2 separate regions of the Anas platyrhynchos genome follow, and region 1 is linked to region 2. A link is a contact called in public Hi-C data. All regions are on one chromosome and are shown on one strand. The core of a region is the stretch at or near the end of the contact, and the rest is flanking DNA. Distances in the headings are between cores, read along the strand shown. Region 1 overlaps LOC106014785 (a long non-coding RNA gene). Region 2 holds the start of ANKFN1 (ankyrin repeat and fibronectin type III domain containing 1).

Evidence for each region. A called contact is a pair of places that touch in the nucleus more often than the background predicts.
Region 1: a Hi-C map of F5 follicle shows a contact between it and region 2, with 2.1 times the contacts expected there. The contact joins the enhancer-like site here to the promoter of ANKFN1 in region 2. A contact is called at or near these places in 4 of 8 Hi-C or Micro-C datasets (F1 follicle, F5 follicle, liver and 1 more).

Annotation. Positions count from the first base shown.
Region 1 is chr19:5,847,034-5,854,366 of IASCAAS_PekinDuck_T2T, reverse strand. LOC106014785 (a long non-coding RNA gene) reads right to left here. Exons shown (of 3, transcript XR_001186355.5): 2 at 6,110-6,207; 3 at 4,181-5,829. Among named protein-coding and RNA genes, the nearest start is that of C19H17orf67, 35 kb to the left of the region's middle. Within about 2 kb of position 3,481, at least 3 of the 8 cell types and tissues checked have an H3K27ac peak or open chromatin away from gene starts, as enhancers often do.
Region 2 is chr19:5,644,109-5,651,881 of IASCAAS_PekinDuck_T2T, reverse strand. ANKFN1 (ankyrin repeat and fibronectin type III domain containing 1) reads right to left here and starts at 4,118. Exons shown (of 22, transcript XM_072025674.1): 1 at 3,351-4,118.

The DNA of each region.
Region 1 (7,333 bases), core at 2,232-4,731, 200 kb before region 2:
AAACTTCAGCTTTGGGAAATTTTACATTTTGTTACAATTTCATAACAGTAGGACATTTATTTGGAAAACATAGAATTTACTGTTTTTTTCTAAGCTTTATACCAAGATTTTCCCCAAGATCAGAGAAAGGGACTCATTTCCATCATTTCCCCATCATTTTTTACACACTGGTTCACTGATTTTTTTTAATCAGTGGGATGGAAACGTTTCATGCAAGATGGGGTCTCACTGCACAGGGGCCACAGCCACATTACACTGACTGCAACTGAGCCACACCTGGGCATACCAACAAAGGAGCCGGTCTATTTTATCCTATTTTCATTGTCTAAATGTTTTTGTACGAACGTTGGAGAAGAATCGCCATTACTGGCCGCTAAGAAGAGGCCAGACAAGCATCCAAAGGCTTGAGGTTTCAGAGCAGGCAGAGGAACAGGACTAGACTCTTTGGGTGTATGATTCTATGGCAACACCACAATCTCTGCAAAACTGTATGGTTTGTTCCCAGAACCATAAATCTAGCCTGGCATCATTGGAAACTCAGTGCTAGAGACCTTGGTTTAATTTCAGATTTACTGCAGTAACCAAAACTGAACAAAGTAAGCCCAAGTCTGAGCCTCCTACCTGAACCTGTGATTTGTGGAGTGAAAGTTGTTTGCATTTTCTGGTACTTACAAATTCCTACTGGATCAGAAATGTCACAATTGTTTTATGTCATGGCTTACAGAAAAAAACAGGAGCCAGAGCTGTTGCCCCAAACAAACTCTTGAGTCTTAGTCTGTTGGTGGGTGATGAAGGAATAGTGCAGTGCACTAATTTTTGTTGAATTATCTAATGTCCTCATGTAAATGAAAGACTGTAGTGTCAGGCAGTAACTGAGCCTTTAATGAGAACATTAATTTCTGCTCTATGATTCAGCATTTTCCTTGATGGTCCCTACCAAAGTTAAGAAGGGCAAAAATATATGCAGCTTTTTATTGACTGATCCCAAGCCCTGTGGAAATGTCCTTCATCTTTAAGAATTAAGGTTCCATCAACTACTGTACCAGTAAGTTAATTAAAATGCATTTACTTATTTTACTCAAATTAATCTATCCAGTTTTATAACTGAAGTCATAGTCAAGTCCACATGCCATTGCTGAACTCTTTACTCTTGGGGTCTGCATACACTAAATAAATATTGGATTCCTAATCAATAGGTCCAAACTAGTGAGTGCCATAAGGCTTGCTGGTCAAAACTGGCATCTCACCACACTGTCTTAAGGCCACCTAGAATTTGAAATTACATTTTAAAAACTGTGTTTAATTTTTACCACATTTAAAGTAGACAATCAAATTGTCTGCAGTAAAGTGTATCTAAAGAGTTCATACCTTCCACTTGAAAAAGCACTGGACAACCTCTTAACGAGATAAGAATCTAATTATATATGTTTAAAATGACATTTAGAGGCCTCAGTACTTTTCATACTCGGTCTCAGATCTTAGAGCTGGCATCTGTTTCTCCTTTTAGTTAAGGAAAGGAAAGACTATTTACATATTCTTAGGAGTATATCTCCAATTAAATCTTTTTCAGAACTGCACTCTCAACATCTCATATTAAGTTTCTTGGCAGACAAGTATCTTTTTCTTTAAGAGATTTATTTATTCAGTTGGATACTTTTTTTCATCCTTTGCCTGGGCATTTGGAGTCTTCAGCCTCACCATCCTATAATTAGAAAAATGACCCTGCTCAGAAGTTTTAGAGCTCTGCTCCAAAATTTATTCACCTTTTTAGTGATGTGGCTTCATCTAGTGACTGCCCTTCTAATAATCTGCAGCAGTAGAGTGGAGTAAATTTAATCAGGGATTTAGAAATTGATGTTATTGTCAAGGACCAACAGCCAAAGCAAGAAACCAGATCACCGAATGATAAATAAGACTTCCACATTTATCATTCAATGAGAGGGGAAGGTGGGTGGGAAAGAAGAGCAGCACAGGGGAAATGCATACTTGTGGAGGACTTTCAGAAGTCACAAGACAGTCCTTTTATAACAAATCCCTTCTATCCAAAGGAAGCATAAACACTTATTTCTACCCCCCAAACCATAGGTACTGTATCCCATTTCCTAGCTTCCCTAATGAAACCTGTATGTATTTTCTATTTAGTTTTCAGATAACGGAGCTGTCTGCTCAGGTGTCTCAGCAGAGACCAAATGATTATATTCGACATCAGCTCCCCGGCGTCTCATCCACCGCCTTCACAGGGTAGAAGAACAGAAGCATATTCTCACTTCTCCAGATATCTGACAAAAGGATGTCTTTTGCAACATGCCAGGAAAGTCAGATCTGGACTACTTTGGACTAGAGTAGGAAGCAGATTCCAGAGTATTTCAGACTCCTCATAAAAGATACTCTGTCAGCACCCTCTGAGTAATGGAGCGGGGCGGATTCCTCCCCCTCTCGCAGTACTGCTGTTGACATCAGCGCCAGCAAGACTCACTGGGTCTGCCCTCGGTGGCACCACTGTGAATCTCATTGACCTCTGAGTTATTCTTCTTTTGCACAACACTGGAATCCAATTTACCAGAAATAGATATTCAGGATTTAGTATCTAAGATCAGTAAAGAGAAGCAGTCTTTGGCCTGTTAGATCTAAACTGCATTTCCTTGTTATAACAAAAGTCCAGATTCAGTCCAAGTCCTTGTTAAGTCCAGGCTCAGCGTTGGTAACACTTCGCTGGTATCCAGCCTTGCCATCCGTACAGCACACAAGCAATGCTATCTGCATTTTCTGACCAATACATGGAGTTCTCAATCTGCCAAAGGTACCAGGGACCAGGTTCAGGTGTGCAGCCTCCATAGCTGTGCTCCCTTCACAGGGGGGGGCCACCAGAGCTACAGAAAAACACGATTCCAGTATGCAGCTGTATAGCCTATAAATCTGACCTGCATTTTCATCAAGGACTTTTGCTCTGAATCGCTCTCGACAGGAACCTCTCTGTTCCCAGCACAGCAGAATGACCATTTTGGTCAGCCCTGAAGTTCGACGAAGTTTTTTCAGCCACTCCCCAGCTCCTGCTTTATGGGAGCGAGGAAATCTTTGTGGTGCTCAGGGACAAACCAGACCACATGATGTCAGTTTAAAGCAAGTCTCTGGCTAAAAACAACAACAACAACAAAAAACAGATTAAACCCCATGACCAAAAAGTCAGCTTGATACAATTTATCATTTGTTTTATGTAAGCTCTGGTCCACAACCAGGAGCTGGAAACCCTTGCCTCAATGTGATGCAGCACATCGATGGCCTGTTCAGAAGCAGGAGGCCTGGAAATAAGCTGTGAGTGATCGGTGCTTTTACTTCTCTTCCTTACTGCTGATTTCAGGGCAATTCCCTCCATGTTACGAACCAGATGAGATTCTGTCTCCAGAGCAAGACAGAGGCTGTAATTCCACCCAGGGGACGGGGTGTGGTTTGCAGACACCGATAAACCACGGCACATCCCCTCTTGTGGTTCATGATGTCATTGGAATGACTCAATACAACTACAGCCTGTGTCAGTCTGCGTGTATATTATTCTACTGAAATTAAAGCTTTTGAAATAGGAGCTTATTGTTTTTAATAACTTCAGTTATATAATTCCTTTCTCATGTTAGTGCTTCAATAAACATTTCTCATGTTAAATTTTACTCCAAACCTATCCTTGCCAGTTTTAGGCTCAGAGCTGATATATTGGAATAATCCTCTTCGTTTTAAGTCCCACAGACACTGCGCTGTTCACATGATGTCATTCTGTGTATATTCCTTCATTTACTACTGGTGAGTCATTATTATCGTAGCTAATAGAAAGAGGATTATCTCTTTATTAAATCAAAGGCATGGCATTTTGTTGTTGGTGGTGGTGTGCCTCCTTGATTTTTAACCCTTTCAATTACATGAGTCAGGATTTTTCGTCATGGGCCGCAGTCAGGAACAAGAACACAGCTGCTGCTAGAAGCTTGCAACAAAGCGGTCAGGGAAATTAAGGTGCAATTCCTTCCTCAGTCATAAACCTCTTGGGTGATCTTGGGTAAGCCACTTGGAACCAAAGCAGCAACAAGTGTCTAAGTCTTTGAGAGTCAGGATCTTAGTCTGACACCTTTTAATTCATAAAATTAATTTGTACCTCAACGGCAGTGTTATGATTATAATATATTACAAAGGCAGCAGCAACACTCATAATAAGGCTTTAATATAAATGAAGTGATCACCATTGTGACAGTCAGAAATACGGCTAGCTGTGAAAGATGTACAAACTCTACCATACAGTTCAGGAAGGCAAATATTCATCCCAGTAATCTTTTCTAGGGAGCAGCTCTCAAGCAATAGAAGTTATTTTTCAGAAGGCTGCAGAGGTATGAAGAACTAAAAGATTAGCTGGAGAAATTAAAAACGTCTGCATTTAATACAGAACCAGTGAGAAACCTGATTTTTTTAATAGGAAATTTCAATGCTTAAAATGTTTTCATTCTAAATTAAAATGACATATTTTCCCCAGGAATCAAGATTTCTAAGGCCTTCCAAGATTTAGAATTAGCTTACTATTTGGCTTAAAGTTAAATCATTTCATTTTGGCAAAGCAAAACCCATTTCAGTACGATTATGTAGAAACAATAAGGTACCGTACTAAACGTGAATACATGTTACTGAATATCTACACTTCCAACCTTAGCATAAACTTAAAACCTAAACATTAATAAAAGTGATAAATTCAAAACAAAATATTTCAACTTCATAAAATCTTCCCTCAAAGCCAAGATGCTTCTTTTTCTTTCTCATGGAAAAAAATTGCCAAAATTGATACCCTCCCTGGAGAAGCATTTCAATGTTAGTGAAACTGCATTTATCAGCAGAAAACTGCTCTGTCAAAAAATTTCAAAGAGCTCTCTAATTTAAACAGTGATTGCTGCTGCGATAGAAACAAAAGCTGTCCATTTGCACTATTGCAAGAAGAATGATTCCAGAAAGCAGCTCCTAGACCGGTGATATCTCTTTACAGTAATCTCAAAGTCTCCATGAATGGCTGGTAAGGAGGCATTAGAATGGCCTGCCATCAATCGTGGCTTTCTCTGCTTTAAAGCAAGAGATGCCAAGTCAGCCATCACCTTAGAGGAAACAGCAGCTGCGGGTAGAATGCACAAGATTGAATGAAATCCTACTGGCACATTTCCTTCTCTTATCTACCCTGAAGCCCATTATCAGACAGCGGATTATAATAAAGAACACAAGGTTGAAACAATTATCCATAGACGCATTTGAGGACTCACAAATCTGCTAATGTTACTAACAAGCTGAGTTACCCATTGCAGAACACTTCAGCACTCCAGACGAAGGCTTAACTGTTAATGAAACCTAAATCTCAGCTCCAGAGATAAATTTCAAGCTTCTTGTGGCTTAAACCTGGAAGCCAATACATCACGGAAACTTTTAAGAATTATCTAAAGAACAAATAATGTTGGTAAGTCGCCATAATGAAATCTCGATTTCATGTCTGAGGGATCTAAGAAGCCAACATATTGTCACCGAAATAATTTCTTATGTTTTTGTGATGGCATGCCAAAATCCACCGTTAAAATACTGTGGCAGTGGTCTCAGAACCAGGATATGAATCCCTTTAACAGGAAAGAACAAGCTTCTGGATTCCCAGCCTTACCAGTATTTTAGTGACCGGTGTCAATCTGATACTGAGAAAGTAAACAGCTTTAAAGACGCATGTCCTCAGAATGATGCCACTTCAGTAACTAGGAGCCAGGAAATCCAGGTTTACAGTTCACTTTTGTAACAGATTTCCTTCATGATGATGGAAAGGTTTTTTCCCTAAAGAGAATTTAACTTTAAAATTATATTGAAGTTATTTTATCATTATTATTATGACACTATTTATAAGAGGTGCTTATTTTGGAATAAGAACGCCTTTTCTGTTAAATAGGTGCATACCATTTTCAAAAGAGCATATACTAAATGGGAAAGAGTGGGGGAAACAAGGCATTCTTATTCCAGAAGTTATCCAGCCAGATCTGAAATGGGATAACTACAGTGGTATAGACAAGCTTTGAGACAAGCTTATGAGACACCTTGGGCCCAGGCCACAAAATACCTTGAGGATTAGGGTCCAGACCTTGAACTTGACTTGATACTCTTGGAAAGCTGGGGCAGAAACCGATGGACAATTTGGTATTCTCATTGCAGTGGTTCCTGAGGAAGTGCATTACAATGTGATCAACAACAAAATCTCTGTCCTTCAGCACTCTATCTGTACAGTAGGTATATGTAATGGGGATAATAGATATCATACATATAACCAGACGCTACAAAAGGTTTTTGTCAATCATTTCTATTTAGGCTGGAAATATCTAAAGATTAATAAGCTTTGTGTATTACAGAAACACTTAAAGACCTCTTGATGGAAATATACCGATAATAAACTGTATCTTAACAGATGCTTTCTTTAACAGACAACTGTACTGTGCTGAAGAAACACCGCACTTAACCTTGACTGCATAAATCAGTCATAAGAAGCTATTTCCCCATCTCCCGATTTCATATACAAACGTAAGGATTTGTGTGAATGTCTACAAAACGTATAGGTAGACACCATGCTGTACTCACACAAGCTCACAGGGAGCTAAGGCACTCCCCACTAGAGGGGGAAGAAGAGCAATTGCTTTGGCTGAACGCATGAAACATAACAATCAAAACCACAGTCAGGAGAGTAACATACAATTCTAAATGGAACTTGAAAACTTGAGAAGTCATTTAAGGGAACCACATTAAATGCTAAAATGTTTAATGGGACCCATGTGTCTCAGGCAGAGAAAGAGAGTGAGAGAAATGTAACAGAGGAAATCAAGGAGACAATATGTCTGTGCGACTTGTTCTAATTAGGGGCACAGTGCTGGTGAGGATCATTCATTATAATTTAGTTAAATCTTTAGCATGGCAAAGGCACCTCTGTATAGTGGTATAAAACAAAAGACCCCCAGTCATAAACCAAGTTAAGGCCCATAGAACAGAGGTTAATTTCAGTCATTTGTGAATGCTAAAGGCAGTACATCACATGAATACCAGCACTTCTTTATTACCGCAGAGTTGTGCTCCAGCTAGCAGATGTCTGCAAATTTGGCATGTGGGGGGTGGTACTGGGGAGGGCAGTGGCGCATTGTCTCCAACTTGTCTGTCGCTTAACTGAGTAGATCTGTCTGTTTCTTTTAGCAGGGGTGGGAAAGGAGTTCAAAGAAAGAATCAAAACAATCCATCCATCCAAGCTTTGGAATATCTGAACTGAACCCAAATATCACCAAGCACTTCCCAATCTCTGCTT
Region 2 (7,773 bases), core at 2,869-5,368:
ATTCCTGAAGAGCACAGTTGGCATAATTCAGATAATGCACTTTAAACGCAACTTGCATTACCTCGTCATTTTATAAACTAGACTTTGGCACTTAAATAAGTGGAGGAAAGTTAATCTCATGGAAACATGCTAGTTTCAATGCTGATGATAGTTCTGCCGCCATCATTCCTCCTATCAAGCAAACCTAATTGCTTTGTTTTTGTGGGCTCTTAGGCAATAGCATTACTATGAGTGGAAAAAATAACAAAACTGACTGTGCTGACTTCTGATCAATCACCACGTAGCCTTTGAACATCAGACTTTTAAGTGTCTCTTCTTTGCCAAAAAAATTAATGAGCCAAAAATAAGTACCAAAGGTTGGAACCAGCTCTGTCTCAGCTGTATTCTATACCACAGTCACACTAGAGGATGAGGAAAGAGAGAAAAAGAGTGAAAGAAGAAAGCAAAGATTAGTAATAATTGCATTATGACTTCTTTTCCTTCATTTTTAGGTATGAGCTACAACAAGAACCATATGAAACTCCTGGTAGCCAAAGTGCAACTAGGTCACTTTAGCTTTCATCAGTTTCAAACAGACTAAAAATTAGGAATGAACAATAAACAGTTCAGCATTTCATACACACATAGAGCTAAACAGAAAAAGAGTCGGGTAAAGGAATTAGCTTTGTATCGTACGGAGTTCCAAAAAGTAGCTTCTGGAATGGCCCAAATTGTCTTTTAGTTTCCCTTTGGATCTTTCATTTTGTAGATCCTCGTGTATTTTTGTGAGACTGCTGTTGCACTGAGGGTTTCTTCAGCTTCAACTGTGCAGTACAATATTGCTCCATAAGTCATAGCTTCAGATCTAACACCTGCTAGCTTGCTTTAAATGTACCATCACCTCAATTACACTAAAACTTTGATATCTGCATTCATTACCACCAACTGTTTTAATTATCATAAACAGGATGCTGTTTTTATGTTTTCCTAGGATGTTGTAAAGACAAATTCATGAGATGGAGATTAGATATAAATGTCATTTCATTGTTTAATGGCCTGAATATAGAGAAAGCAATTTATGTTGCAAGCTTAGAAACTCACTTCTTACACTGGACATTTTGCATCTTGAAGCCAGACCCAGTCCAAAATAGTTTGATTGATAAAACACTTCATTCTGGAAAAAATATCCACAAGGCTTTTGTTTTGTTTTCCATTAAGGAGAAAACATACATTCTAATGTCTAAAAATATCACAAGGGATTATTGAAGTGACCCAAAGGAGCATGCTTTTTAAATCGTCCAGATCTTATCAAATTCCACTACAAACATATAGATTTTTAAATTATTTTTCAGTAATATTTCAGCCTCTTCTCCATGTATTTCCCAAGATATTTTTTTGGCAACAATAAATTTATTTGGTTTCCTTTAACAAAATTGGCAGAAGCACTCTCAAGACAAATTAAAAAGAACCATGCTGACTGAAGTAACACTGTCATTATCCTGCCAGTAAGCCCCTCAAACCTAGAGGTTGTGGTAGAAGAAAAAATAAAATAAAATAGTACAAGCAATGACAGAATCCCACAACTTTTGAATAGGCCAGGTCAGAATAAAACTCCAAGAGGAAATCACATCCAGTAGGATGATATTTTTGAGTCATGTTAAGGTCAATACTTTCAAAGTAAATAAAATCAAAAACTCTGTAGGTTTGCATTTCTTAGGTAAAAAACTTAGATCATGATTTCAGCAAGAATGGCTTAAGGTTCAATCAAAGGTTCAGAATACAAACTTGCAAAAGCCAAAAAATTCTTTTGACTTACATAATGTTTTACTTAGGAAAAAATAAAATCTGAAAAAATTCAGAATGTCCATTTTGTACGTACTTTCCACATGAAGTGTCTTGCCTTTTTCTGACTGAAATTACTATTGGATTTCCACATTCCTTTATAAACAAAAAACTTAAATCTCAAAACGTATTCTACTATGTTTTTTTCAATATTGAAATTTGGAGATGGATTAGCTAGCCATTCTCATGTCACAGGTAACTCTTTCACAAACTGGTATGAAATACCAGTTTCGGAACGATTACATCCTTGCTGCAATGAGAGGAGGACTTGGGACCTGAGGCCTTGGATGCCAAAGCCACCATATGCAAGGTCACAGGACTGGAGAGTTACATTTGAATTGCCACTTCTAGTATTTGCCACTGTTCCACATTATATTATACAGCTGTTTCAGAGAGCTATTGACATAAATATTTGCACAAACAACACAGACGTATGCATAAATATAATCTTGGTATGGGAAACTGTCTGGATGGTTTTCTGACCATGTACTTTTTAGGCTCATTACCTCGCCAAATACAGCACTGGCATTATTTGAAACAAAATTTTTAAATGTGGCCATCAAGTGGTGGAAGTTCAAAACTGCATCTTAAAATCTAAATTTGGCTCTGTCTAAGCCAAATAAATGACGCAAAATCATGTTCACAAGAAACATTTTTTGTGATGGGAAGTATAAGGAGTATTTCATACCAGGTATTTGGGGAAAAAGAATTAAATAAAAATAGAGAATGCAATAAGCCATTTTTGGGGTATCTAAACTAGACTAAAAAAAATAGTTAAGTAAAGCCATCCTTGTGCATCAGAGTATAAAGGCAATTACCTATGGATAAAGAAAAAGATAACCTTTCCTAATAGTCCATGGTGGAAATGTTACTCCTTCCCCCAGGATATTTGCTACTAGTCTTTTCTTAAAAGAGGAGGAATATTGGAGTAGACAAACCACAGCGCTGACACACTATAGCAGTTCCTTTTTCAAGATAGCACGAAGAACTGCAAGTTGCTTCCATACTCAGATCTCCTACTGAGGGCCCTGCTCATCCACAGTGACCATGGAAGTAGTGATTTACAGACAGGTACATTTACATTAACCAAGTATTTAGTTGCAGTTCTAAATACATATATATATATTTCCATCAACTACTCATGACTTTAATATACTGGAAAATCTGCTCTAACAAAAAGATTTTATTAGTAGCATATAAAACAAAAGAGCAAAGGGAACATTTCTTATATAAAGGACGTATATGAAACTGCAAAGAGTTTGTTCAGATTCCAACATTCAGCATAAAATCCAAATTGTTATAGTTATGTCTGAGTAGAGAAGAAACTTCTGGCGCAATTTATAAATCAACTACCAGGCTTCCTTGTTCAGCAAATTAACTACCTCGTTAAAAGCAGAAAGAGAAGGTTACAAAAGCACCTTGGGGTGAATATAGTTCTGGACAGGACAGGAGTCTTCCCTCAGCTAGCAGGAGAGAAACTTTCCCTCACATGAGAGGAGAGGAGAGGAGAGGAGAGGAGCCTTCCTTACCTCAGGTGACAGGACAGGAGCCTTCCCTGAGGTGAGAGAAGCTTTCCCTCAGGTGATTGGAGAGAAGCCCGCCCTCATGTGACAGGACAGAAGCTTTCTCTCAGCTGACAGGACAGAAGCCCTGAGCTGACAGGACAGAAGCTTCCTCTCAGGTGAGAGGAGAGGATCCTTCCCTCAGGTGACGGGAGAGAAGCTTTCCCTCAGATGAGTGAAGAGAAGCCCTCCCTTAGCTGTTAGAACAGAAGCTTTCCCTCAGCTGACAGGACAGAAACTTTCCCTCAGGTGAAAGGAGAGGATCTTTCCCTTAGCTGGCAGGAGAGAAGCTTTCCCTCAGGTGACAACAGAAGTCCTCCCTCAGGTGAGAAGAGAGGAGACTTCCTTACCTCAGGTGAGAGGACAGAAGCCTTCCCTGAGGTGAGAGAAGAGAAGCTTTCCCTCAGGTGAAAGGAGATCTTTCCCTCAGCTGGCAGAAGAGAAACTTTCCCTCAGCTGACAGGACAGAAGCTTTCTCTCAGGCTAGAGAAGAGAAACTTTCCCTCAGGTAAGAGGAGAGGATCCTTCCCTCAGCTGGCAGGACAGGAGCCCTCCCTGAGGTGAGAGAAGAGGAGCCTTCCCTGAGGGAAAACGCTGAGCACTTTGGGCCAGACAGCACCTCAGCATTGTGCTGAGGACAAGCTGGGAGAAAAGAATTTGCTCTCTATGCAGGAAAGTTTGTTTATAAACTCTGCTTCTTCCACTTTTCATGACAACTCAGGCAGGTATACTCAAAACAGCCTGTCTGACTCAGACTTTGTTTGCAGTAGCCTTCATGCTCAATAGCAGTGCTATTATGCCCGCCATCTTACCAACCTTGTGGGGTTTACTTAGAGAATTCTTCTGTCTTGATGCTATAGATTTTCCTGAAAATTTTATCCCTGCCAAGTTCACAATCATCAAAACTGATGCTCCCGGGGGGAAGAATAAATTGGGATGGCCCAGAGGACTGGCGTTAGTCATGTCATATTGTACACGTACTAACAGATTAAGAGTGGGGTCTCTCAGATGCTTTCACTTGTATTATTTTTAGATTTTTACATTTTGTGCTTTTACTGGAGAAAAGCACTCTACCCTTTTTTCTGGCTTTTCTGTAGTTTGCATGGGACTAACCAAAAGCTGCATGAACAGTGTATTCCCATCTAACACATAGGTTTTCTTCACAAATTAAAGTGATTTAGCATATGCAGCTAAAAAGGGGGAAGAAGGGGCTGTGGTGTCAGACATGCAGTCATTGCCAAAGATTTCCTTTGCTAAACTGTTGTTTCACAGATCTGGTTGCCAACATTGCATGGAACAATGTTGGGAGGAAGGAAATCATTGTGTTCAGCTTTTTCTGCCATTGCTTGTAAGTTAATTCCCTGGGGCTTTACAGGGACAGATTCTAGTCCAAACAAGAAGAGGCAAGTGGATATCTGTCTACAAGCAAAGAAACCAAGGAAGAGATTTTTAGTGAATTTAGTAAATACTGTAATCAATGGTAATTTATAGCTCAGAAATCAACCTCTGATTAATTCCCCAATGTTGTTTTGCTTTCACCCCTATTACTTTCTTTTAAACACACCTCCATCCAGATAAAAGCTTCTTTGTAGTATTAGTTTATTTAGAGATTTCAACATGTGATGAAAAAGCTTCAAGTGGGAGAAGCAGAACCAGCTTTGGATCCAGGCAAATTTTGCACTCACCAAAACAAGTTTGAGCCAAATTTAGTAGTGCCATATGACATGCTCTTGGGGAGTGAGAGGCTGGCTGTAGGCCCAGATCTGACAAAGATCTTTTGCACATTTTTATCTTTATCCTCTGTGAATAGTCCCAGTGATCGTTCTGTCAACCTGAAGTATTAAAAAATCATCAGGCTGGCCTGTAAGATTTAAAAGATGTGGTCTTTAAACCAAAGAACTATTTTTTTTAAGAAAAGGTATTTTTTAATTTGCTTTCTGTTTACTGAGCCTTAAGGAAACATCTGTGTCATGTTTTCCAGTCTTTTTCTGTGCAATGACAGCACTAGGAACATTTTTTTCCCCAAATGAATTTGGAGGTTCTGCAGATTTATGACTTTCAGAAATGGGATTTTAGGCAGATGTCATACATTGTAAGATTCTTGGTAGGAACTGAGAGAATCAGCTGCATAGTCAAAACAGCACTGAGTCACTGAAGCACTTGCTTAAGGCTTACAGAATCAGGGCCTTGGATCATATCTTCTTTGAGGTAAGAATTATAATTGCACTGTGTCTAGGTGATGCACAAGCACTTATGTGTGTGTATACCTTCACTCTTCTGGTAACTGATCTATGTATCTGCTTCAGTCTTCTCATTGCATTAGTTTTGGTCCCTCACATAGCTGGTCCTCTTCAGGTACCAGTGACTTAAAGACAATGACAGGCCTATGACAGACTCTCTTACCATGTAGAAATCACTGGGGGGAATGAGGAAGATGACAGAGTCAGATTTTCCTTCATAAAGACATGCAGGGCAGATATCTTTTGGAAAAAGCCAGTATACCCACAGCTCTGGAAAATACTGTGGAATTTCTCCAGATAACAACCAGATAATTAAATGGTCTGTAAATGAGGACAACATAATTAGTGTGTACTTGGAAACAAGAGAGATACTGGCATTCAAAGCTTAATATTGATAAATTTTAATTAAATATTAAAGCAGCTTAGGGGCTGACCTAAAGTGTTGGCAGTGAAATAAAGCTAAATCTAAGAATGTTTGTTCTAGAAGCAGCACTTTGCAGCCCCAGCTAAGATCAACCAATACTGCTACAAGGTTGTACAAAAAGCACAAGTACTTCTGTCCCAAATATCTTGATGTCTTAATGAAATAGAGTGAGTTTTACACATGGATAAATATAGCATAGAGAGAGTGATTTGTCCCTGGTAAAACAAAGTGTTTATGAGAGAAGAGCTGAATATAAATTCCAAGATTGAAGGGTATACTTCAGCTACAAGAGCACTTTTCCTTGCCACTTTTGTGACAATTCACTTTGTTATTTTATAGTGTAATAGAAATATTTTTATTTTAGTTTCACTGAAGAGTTCAGTTAAATACATATTTACTTCCCCCCCCCCCCCCCCCCCCCCACACACACAATTTGTCTCTATCCACTCCTGTCTTTGTCTGTGAGTCTATGTCTAAGGCAGGATGAGACTGGATTATCACAGAGTAAAACAACGCTGCTGCTAACTAGGTTGGTTCACATTTGAACATGGACAACAAATGTTGCAGGCAGGTTGAGTTTCATATATTAAAATTCCTAGCTGAACTATTAAAATCTATTTTCATAAAAAACAAACGGACAAACGGAAATGAAAGCAGGTTTGTCTGCCTTGCAAAAAAAAAACAGATAAACAGTGAAGCAGAGCTCTGCCAAAAATCTCTGTTTCTATGGGCAGTGCTAGCAGATAAAGTTAATGAAGTGTCAAAATTATTCTGTGGCAGCATCTATGTCTTTCCAGACTGGAAAAAATGTATTTTCCTTTGAAAGATACTATCTTTATCCAACCTCCCTCTAAACCTAATTATTTATAGATTCTAATTACTGATTTCCCTATACTGATCCCTCCTTGCGTACACCCCTCTTTTGGGGGCAGAGTATAAGCAAAAGTTTTGCAGCATTTTTAGGGACTCTGTGTTAGTGCAGCCTCAGCACTGTCCATAGGACTGGATAGGTCTCAGTATAAAAGTGGTTCTGTGCATTTTTCTTTCAAAAGATCCTGATTTGTTAATTCTTTCTCAGGAAAATAAAAATTTCACTGGAATTCTTTGCAAGTTTTCTTGAATCTAAACTACTTTGGATAAACTTACAGAATAAAAAATACCTGTGGGCTACGAGGCTTGTCCCAAAGCTCATCAAACGCAGAAATATCCTTTGACTATAAGAACACTATATTGTATTATTGAATTCATAAATCACCTAATTCCTTAGCTCATTATAAATAACCAAAGAATTGTTTGGAAAAGGTGTCTACTAGGTAAGGCAAGTGCGATAGGAATGAAAAATAAAAATATTTATAGATTTTTGGCTTCATCTGATCCCTTGTGAGGAGACTCATTCTAGGTTCTTTACAACTATTGAAAAGAAAGTCTAAACATGTTTTGAAATGCAAGTCATGGTCTCTTTCAGTATAGTCTGCTCTGTGTAGACAGAACAGTCATAAATGGTTTCTGGGACAGCATATTTAGTTTAATTGCTGCTTCACTCAACGAAACCCTGATAAAATCCATAATAAGCAAAGCAACACTCCATAAGCTTTTTTATGGTTGCAATATATAAAAATCTCCATTTGTCTTGCTGGCATTATTTATATGAAACCTTCTGCTACATACAGGTTAGGGCTTAATTTCAGAATTTTATGGCCTCCCCTGACTAAACAATGCCTCATAT